Linked DNA regions of Mus musculus: region 2 is linked to region 1. Evidence: chromatin contacts called from public HiChIP or PLAC-seq data. All regions are on one chromosome and are shown on one strand. The core of a region is the stretch at or near the end of the contact, and the rest is flanking DNA. Distances in the headings are between cores, read along the strand shown. Region 1 holds the start of Mafg (v-maf musculoaponeurotic fibrosarcoma oncogene family, protein G (avian)). Region 2 holds the start of Sectm1a (secreted and transmembrane 1A).

Region 1 (4,525 bases), core at 1,042-3,541:
GTCGAGGTGAGGGGACAGTCCTGGCAGGAGCTTCCCTTATACAGACTGCTGAGCTCAAAACGGTGACTTCCTGAGATCGCACAGGAAAGTGCAGAGTGTGGCGGCTGGGAGCTGAAAAGTGCCTTCTCAACAGATTTTACCTCCACCAAAGGCCTGAACTCAGCACAAGTGCAGCCAACTGCCTCCTGATCAAAGGTGCACGAGAGAGAGAGAGAGAGAGAGAGAGAGAGAGAGAGAGAGAGAGAGAGAGAGAGAGAGAGAGAGAGAGAGAGAGAGAATGTGTGTGTGTTAGAGCGAGTGTGTGTACATGTTTATACGCATGTGTGCTTAAGGGGGAAGGGCAGGTCTCAGGAAAGCCAATTCTTCCAGCTACCTGCCTGGCTTCTGCAAACCTAGGGACACAGTGACTAGGCAGACAGTTCTGGGGGGGACAGCTGTGCTGAGGGATACAGTTTAGAGAGCTTTCCAGAGCCTGAGGAAGAAGCTCAGAGAAGCTGATCTGGACCTGCTGCCTCCAACTCAGCCCTCCAAGTACTCACAGTTATGGACAGACTCAAGACACCAAGGGGCTCTGGACCACTCATTCAGGCTGACCCTTAAAGAAGGGGTTTGGGCACCTCTGTCCTCTCACACTAGACAATCTGGACATTAGTCTCAAGCAAGATAGTGACCCTTCCTTGCTAAACCTTGCCTGTAAACCTCAATGCAGGAGACCCCCTACGTAGGTCTTCTCTCCTTCAGGTACTGACATTGTTTGAAGAGAACGGAAAACATTAAGTTCACTGAAGCACAGTGCCTCCGGAGTTTAACAATTTTCTGGAACCTTGAAGTTTCATAGGGCAAGTTCCACACCAAATGAAAAAAACACTGCACCTATGAGCAGCCTCAGGGCTCAGGGTTAAGGGGACATCCCTTAGCACAAACCACAAGGTAAGCACAGTCTAGACATGAATCCCTGGGCAAGGAAAGCAGTAGGATGGAGTTCAAGAACCTTCACGACAGATAAGTCAGTAAACAGCCATTCAGCCACACCCCACAAAACTGTCACCTCCCAAGAGTCTCCAGACACCCAACAGGGCACACACACTTTTTGGTAACTCCAGGCAACAGTGGGACCCCAAACTCTTCTGAAAGGAATAACATTGGGATAAATAAAACTACATCTTCTACTCCATGGTTGCACCTCAAAAACTCTCACCAGCTGCCTAGATCCACACTCTGCTCTCCTTAGCTGGTTAGAGCTGCCCCAGCTTCTTTCAAGCCACAGACCCTTCTCCCCCTGCCTCCCGGTCTTCCCCATCTAGGACCGACGAAGCCTGGCCATTCAGGGTCACAGAGAAGGAAAGCTTGCTTCCCAGACGAGCTGGCTCGGCCCACCTAAGCTCCTCCCCTCAGCGTACACCGATCGGTCTCCGGGTTTGGGGAACTGCCCCAGTTGTGGGACCCGGGCCAGGAGCCCAAGAACCAGGCAAGGATGCGCACGCCCGGGGCTTTACCTTCCACCCCGGGAGAAACCTGCGGCGCGCCCCTGCAATGCCTCCTTCGGAGCCTTTGCCTCCAACTCACAGGTCTGTCAAACTTAAACACGACCCCGGATCCCGGCCCGACCTTCACCACCCGGATCGAGCCCTGTCTCCCGACTAGACCGGCCGATAGCGGGCCCCGGCCCCCCGCCCTGGCCCAGCGTCAGCAGGAGCACCGAGTGACCTCATGCTGATGACTCAGCACGTCTCCGCTGGGCTCGCACCCGCGTGGCGAGCCCAAGCCGCGCAGCAGGGTCTCCCCGCCGCCTCCCCTGTGGGCCCGCGCGCGACCCCGCCCGCGCGGAAGCCGACGGACACCTGATGAGTCAGCAGCTCGGTGCGGCCACCCCGCTGACCCGGGCAGACGCGCGCAGCTCGCCCTTAAATCGCGCCCCCCGCAGGGCACCCGGGGTCCGCCGCCGCGCGCACGCCCGTCCCCAGCCTCGCGGTCGCCCGGTCCGCCGGCTCTAGGGGGACACAGGCGAACAGCCGGCTGGCGGGGAAACCAAGGCACGCGCTGCCGTCGGGTGCGCCGCAACCCCGAGGCCAGGCCCCGCCGCCCGCCCCAGCCCCGCGCACTCACCACACTGCGGGCCCGGGCGGGCCAAGGCGGGGCTGGGGCGGGGCCGCGCGCGCGCGCTCCGGGGCTGCGCGGGGCTGGGGCGGGCGCGAAGGGTCCGGGCCGGGGGCTTAGGAGGACTGGCCGCCTGCGCGGGCCGGGCCAAGCGCGCTGGGAAGGCCGGGCCGGACCGGGCTCAGAATCCGCCGCCGCCGCCGCTCCTCAGACGTCACATGATGTTTGGTCACGTGGGTTCCATTCATGAAGCGGCGACGCGGCTGGCCTAAGCTTAAAGGGAAAGGCGAGGCGGCAGCAAGGCGAGCGCGCCCCCATCACGCCTGCGCAGCCCCGCGCCGTTGCCCTTGGCAACGCCCGCCGCGCCCTGGCAATGTCTCGCGGGAGTCGTCCCGGCGCTCGCCGGGTTGACCGTGCTCCTGCAGAGACAGGTTCTACGGAGTGGCCCCAACTCGGATGCCTCTAGCTCCCTCCCGATCTCCACACCAACTCAGACCGAGGTCTATGGGAGGTTTGTTTGATTTTCTTCACTTGGATGCATAGTTTCACTGTACAGCGAGCAGACTGGATTTCAATTCCCTGAGATGCTCCTGCCTCGGCCCCCTGAAAGCGGAACTCACAGATGAGCGTCACCACGCGGGAACCTATTTGCTGTTTTGAAGGTGTGACACAGTGATTTAGTTCCTTACCCCGTTCTGCTGCGACGTCCTCATTCTAAATGGGTCAGCAGTCTGAAAAGGACACGGCTGTTGAGGGGCACAGCCCCAACCCCAGCTCAGATCCCCAAACTATCCACGATGACACGAAGGCTTGGAGGACGCTCACTAATGATTCTAATCTCCGGAGGGTGCTAGGGGCTTCACCTGCGGCCGTGGACCATCTCTTCGGGTAGTGTGCGTGCACTGTAGGAGTTGTGCACTTTGCCCAACCCTTCTCTGCCGCATTTGAAACTACTTTGGGTGCATTCTGCTGCTACTTTTTCTGTGAGACTTCTCGCTGCTGTTGAAAAAGTAAAAAAGAAGGAAAGTAGGAGGGATCAAGTTTTCATTTCGAGGTTCTGAACGTTCTATTTGACCCTGTCTTCTCTGGGAATCGTGAAAAGGTGACTCGTTCTGTAACATAGGTGACAAGGAAAAGGGGGTAAGCAGGCTGGAGGGGGCCTGTGTGTGTCCTTTGTGTCAAATTTGGTTTCTTGAGACAAGGTTTAGACCAGGCTGGCCCCAAACTCTCAGAGATCCGACTGCCTCTGCCTCTCTAGTGCTGGGATTAAAAACATGTGCCACCACACCCAGCCTCAAAAAGTAATTCTTTACATTGTATTTCTTTGGGGAGTGGGGGGGGGGGAGCTTTTATCTTTCACTGGCTGTAGCCAGAGTCTCAGAATACAGAGAATTACTCCTTATGCCTTGTGGTGGTTTGAATAGAAATGGCCTGCATGAATTCTAAATGCCGTGTCTAAATGCTTGGCCCATAGGGAATGGCACTATTAGGAGGTGTGGTCTTGTTGGAAGACGATTGTCTCTGTGGGGACAGGCTTTGAGGTCTTATATACTCAAGCTATGCCCGTGTGTGACTTACAGTTTCTTGCAGCCTTCAGAATGCAGAACTCTAACTAAGCCCATCCTCCAGCAGCAAGTCGGCCCTGATTCAGTCTTGCTACTCTCCATGACAATAATGGATTAAACCTCTGAAAGCGTAAGCCAGACCCAATGAGATGTTTTCCTTTAGAAGAGCTGCCGAATGGAGTCTCTTCATGGCAATAAAACCCCTGAGACAAGACCTCTGGGTTTCTGTTACTTATCTTCATCCTCCCTCCCTTTGTTCTTGTTCTAGTTATGAGATAGGGTCTTAGTCTATAGGCTCTGTTGGTCAGCAGCAACCCTCCTGCTTCAGCCTCCCAAATGCTGGGACCACAGCCATGAGCTCCCACATCCGCTTTGTTCTTTCTTTCTTTCTTTCTTTCTTTCTTTCTTTCTCTCTTTCTTTCTCTCTTTCCTTTTTTTCTGTTGCTCAGATTAGCTGCAAAGCCTTGCAGCCAAGAGTAGCTGGGAGTTGCTGGACATGTTAGCACAGGCCTTTAACCCCAGTCCTCAGGAGGCAGAGGCAGGTAGGTCTCTGAGTTCAAGGCCAACATGGTCTATAAAAACCAGTTCTAGGGGCTGGCTCAGTGGTTAAGAGCACTGACTGCTCTTCCGAAGGTCCTGAGTTCAAATCCCAGCAACCACATGGTGGCTCACAACCATCTGTAATGAGATCTGATGCCCTCTTCTGGTGTGTCTGAAGACAGCTACAGTGTACTTATAATAGTAAATAGATCTTAAAATAAACAAAAAAACAAAAACAGTTCTAGCCAGGTGGTGATGGCGCACACCTTTAATCCCAGCACTTGGAAGTTCAAGGCCAGCCTGGTCTACAGAGTAAGTTCCAG
Region 2 (4,351 bases), core at 255-2,754, 450 kb after region 1:
CCACAGGCTCTTTCTTCACTGCCTGCAGATGTCCTTTCAGAGACAGGGCTGTACCCCAGCTCCCCGACCTAGTTCCAGGCACAGCAGGCAGAGGGTAGACCAAGGTTTCTCCTGCCTGGAGGACATTATGTAAGGACATAATGCCAAGGGCCAGCCATCAACTGGAGACCCTCCCACCCATGGCCACAGATCCTGTTCCAGTCCCTTGGGAGAATTCAGAGCTTAGCAGTGTCACAGACCCAGTGGAGCATCTGCCTCTAGCTAAGATGTGAGGCCAGAAGCTGGAGGTCCTATCTGGCCATCTGCAGCCAGCACAGCACCCAGCTCAGTCAGATGCACAGTGGACCCTGGCTCAGATGGCAGCCAGCACATCCTTCATGGTAGTGGCCTGTTGTGTGTGTCCCCTCCGTGCCTAGCCCCCATGACATTTATGTCCTAGCATGTTACTAGGAAGCATAGCTGACACAGAAAGCCTCCACCTTTGTTGGTAACAGATATTCTCCTCCTTGCAAAACTTGAGACCTTTCAGGGCCGTACTTTCCAGAGACATCATAGCTACAACTCTTATACCCAAGACAGATAACTTGTTTTTCAAACTGCAGATATCAACTTGAAAGCGGGAGCTCTTTTGAGAGAGAGAGAGAGAGAGAGAGAGAGAGATCTTCAAAGAAAAAATAGGAGGGAGAATGGGAAGGAGTCACTGAACACCCTGGCGTCTGGCGTCTGGCTGGAAGCATGTGTGTGTATGAATGTGTGTGTGTATATGCATGTGTATGCATGTGTATGCGTGTATGTGTAAGTGTGTATGTGTGTGTACATGTATATGTGTGTATGTGTGTGCATATGTATATGTGTGTATATGTGTGCATGTGTAAATGTGCTTGTGTGTATGCATGTGTATGTGTGTCCATGTGCATGTATACGTGTACTTGTGTGTGTGTGTGTGCGCGCTGTGGGTACATGTGGGCATGTGTGAATGTTCAGGATGTGGATGTGAGAGAGGGCAAAGGTTCAGGATCCTACATAAAAGTGTGCACACAGCTTTGGGTGATGAGATGCTGCAGGAACCCGTGCTACCGGACAAGTACATTTTTGTCATTCACAGGCCTGGAGCACTCTTGGTCCTCCCTTCCTTCAAGTCCTCCACATTCATGTTTTGAGGGCAGAGAGGAGGACTCTGTGCTACCTGTCCCACTCTGTGAATGTGAAGAACTAGAGCTATGCTTGCCTCTACCCCTCCAGAGCTACGCCTGAGGCACCCGAAACACACAGGCCCTGCTGAATGCTGTCCACAGCCCTGCCTCCTGTGTTTCCTGAATCCCAGGCTGATGGCCTGGCTCTTCTTTGCTCATCCCTTATGTGAGGCAGCCCCCACTCCACAAAACCCTCAGCCCACAGAGAACCTGGGTGCCCTCAAGTCCTCTCTTCCGCACACCCCAGCCTCTCACCTGTCCCTTCTCCAGCAAGCTCTCCAATGTTACCTCCACTGCTGCCCTGGATGACTGAACTTGTCCAAGCCAACGGGAAACTGAAAGCCTGGAGGGAGGGGCTAGATGAGGCAGCCTGTCCTGTTCCTTGCCAGACACTCTGTAGGAAGGCATTCAACTTCCAGGAACTTCTCTGAGTTAATGTAACAGCACCATGAGTTTCTTAGTGATTCTCTCATGCATATGTTTTGTAGAAGTCTCGTATTAGCTTCATTAGTTGCGTCTCAGGAACCCTGGAGGAGGGTCCAGGCTTTTTCTAGGAAATCCCTGGCTGGAGCTGATGTTTGATTCAGGGTTTAGGGGCTGCTCTTTTGGGAGCTGTGTGGGTTTGTTTTCCTGCAGGGGTCAGGTCAGAATGTGCCTTAGGGTTGAGCTATGGAAGACAGCTTGGTTCATCTGGTTATCCTTGGGGTGTTTGACAGGGGTAAGATGGAATGGGCAGGAGTGACATCCTTTGTCAGCCCTACTGTAAAATGCCAGAACAGAGATCTTGCCAATCTACACTAGGGTCCTATGCCTTGTAGACAAACCCTGGAGGACACCCTGGCCCCACCTGAAATATGTCAGATTCAAGGAGACTGCAGGCATTTGACAACTGCTCCTTGCAAAGAGTTTTCGCAACAAGGATTACGTTTGAGAAGCTTCACTGTGAGAAGCAGAGACTGCTGTCCACCACTGCTATAGAAAGGACGGGCTGCTGTAGACCCAATCTTAAGCCAGCCCCATGCTCAGCTCCAGTATCCCTCATGGCTTAGCAGGGCTGTGGGGTCAGCTCAGTGCCCGCACTGTTAATTTTCTCGTGGACAGTGGAAGGAGGAGTCTATGGCTGTAGATGCAATGAGGGACCCTGGGATGATCTGCTTGTGGGGCAGGAGATAGATTGTGAGACCCTGAAGAGGGTTGGTTTACATCCCGAGTGACTTTGTGAGCTGTGATGAGACATTTATAAAGCCTATGCCCACATGAATACAGTGGACACTAGGGCAAGACTTTAGGCCCCACGGTGACTCTGTAAGGTGTCTATGGCCTTGTGTAGATCCAGTGGGAGAACACTAAGATGACTGCTCTATGGGTGAAGATCCCTGGAGGGGCTGGGCAGTAGGCATACTTTTGCACATCGAGCCTTAACTTGGCATGCTGGCACAGGGATGAATAGCAATCTCTGGACACTAAAAGAAGTCCCTACAGTCTCCAGGCACAATGCAACCAAGCCTCAAAGAAAGTTACTGATGGACAGTTGGATGTGGTTCCTCTCTGCCCCACCCTCTGCCCAATTACAGAAAGAAAAAGGAAGAAAAAGAAGCTGACTGCAACTCTGGGAGCCTGCCGCTATGGGGATGAGCAGGAGGGACCTGATGTCCCACAGGCGGAACATCTAGAACGTCACAGGTATTCAGGAAATGAGAAGGGCTAGGGACACACTGAGCCTAGGAGAATGGCCTGCAGCCCAGAGTACAGAGCTGACCACAGAGAACAATGTCCTTTGTGCTCTTTCAAAGCAGTAAGTTCCTTCAAGTTCTCAGATAAAAACAAAAAGCTCACAGCCTCCCTCAGGAAAGACAAGACCGTATGAGTGTGGAATCCAGCCGTTGCATAGGATCCTGAGGCTGGGCAGAACTCTCCAGGGTTCTGCAGAGACACCCCCCTGCCATCTCATTTCACATGGGAGAGAAATCCCAATGACCATGACCTCATGTCTTCTAGATCCTTGTCCCTGTCCCCAGACTGCAGCCCAAGTTTCTGTTGCCCTTTTCCCTGCTCTGGTTGCATCTCGCAGGCAGGGCCATCAAGGTCTTTGTATGTCTGAAGGGGCCTCTGGCCTATGGGGCAAAGCTTCCGGTGGTGAGGGGTTAAGTGATGGCTGAGGTACCAGTATCTCATCACAGAGATGCCCTTCACAGTTAAGTAAAGTTTGTTTCCTCTGAAACCGCCCACACACGGTGAAAGTGAAACCAGTTTGTGTATTTTGAAAGTAATAAGGAAAAAGAGAAGAGCAAGCAGGCTAGAATAATCCCAGCTGTACAGTGGCAGTCAGGCCAGCTTCCTTTTTAATTCTCTTTCTCCATTTCTCTTTCAGTGGTAAGCATGCTCTCTAGTCCAGCATCCCGGGTCTCTTTCAATATTCACAGCCCTGTTCCATCACATGGGTGGAGAAGGGCCACGAGTGTCCATTCAGCCTTGGCAAGTCTCCTGACCAACATCTTCTCTGCCAGGGTACTCTGCCATCTTGTATCTCACCCCCAGGTTTTCAGGGCATTATGTTTTTTGAGAACCTTTTACAATTTATTCAGTAGCATTTGAGAAGTGCCAAGTGTGTATCTCTGCTGTCTCCTGAGGCTTTATGCTAATGTGTGGCTTGGCTTGCTCTGTAAGTTCTTTCTGAAGCTTGCTGGTGGTTTTTGTGACTTCTTGCTCACATAGAGGATCGTTACCGGACGTGTCCTATGTTCTTGACCCATGGTGTGTTCTATGTTTGGGAAGCAAAGCTCTATAGGTGTTCCCATGCGCAGCTGGCCAATGGCATGGATTATTTAGTAGCTGATTTGGACTGAAGAGAACCCTTTCTGATGGAGAGAAGTGTGTTGTAGTCTGTTCCTCCTGCACTAGGATTCTTTTGGTGTGTGTGTGTGTGTGTGTGTGTGTGTGTGTGTGTGTGTGTGTGTGTTGAGAGAGGGTCTCATGTAGCCCAGGCTAGGCTGGGACTCAATGAGTGAATGAGAAGTCCCCTGCCCCCATCTCCACAATGCTGGGATTGTAGATGTGTAGCCCTATGCCCAGAAATGCTAGATTTATTTATTTATTTATTTATTTATTTAGAGACCAGGTCTCACTATGTAGCCCTGGCTAGCCTAGGATTCAGCATG

The links. HiChIP or PLAC-seq counts read pairs in DNA pulled down with a chosen protein or histone mark.
Region 2: a contact with region 1 is called in a FOXA1 HiChIP or PLAC-seq map of pancreatic cancer cells. The contact joins the promoter of Sectm1a here to the promoter of Mafg in region 1. A contact is called at or near these places in 1 of 39 promoter capture datasets (liver) and 3 of 115 datasets of contacts at active chromatin or transcription factors (the SCID.adh cell line, memory CD8 T cells and pancreatic cancer cells).

The regions. Positions count from the first base shown.
Region 1 is chr11:120,631,256-120,635,780 of GRCm38.p6, forward strand. It overlaps Mafg (v-maf musculoaponeurotic fibrosarcoma oncogene family, protein G (avian)), which reads right to left and starts at 2,292. Exons shown (of 3, transcript NM_010756.3): 1 at 2,107-2,292. Gm17586 (predicted gene, 17586) reads left to right here and starts at 2,495. Exons shown (of 3, transcript NR_165823.1): 1 at 2,495-3,237.
Region 2 is chr11:121,079,635-121,083,985 of GRCm38.p6, forward strand. Sectm1a (secreted and transmembrane 1A) reads right to left here and starts at 1,505. Exons shown (of 6, transcript NM_145373.2): 1 at 1,449-1,505.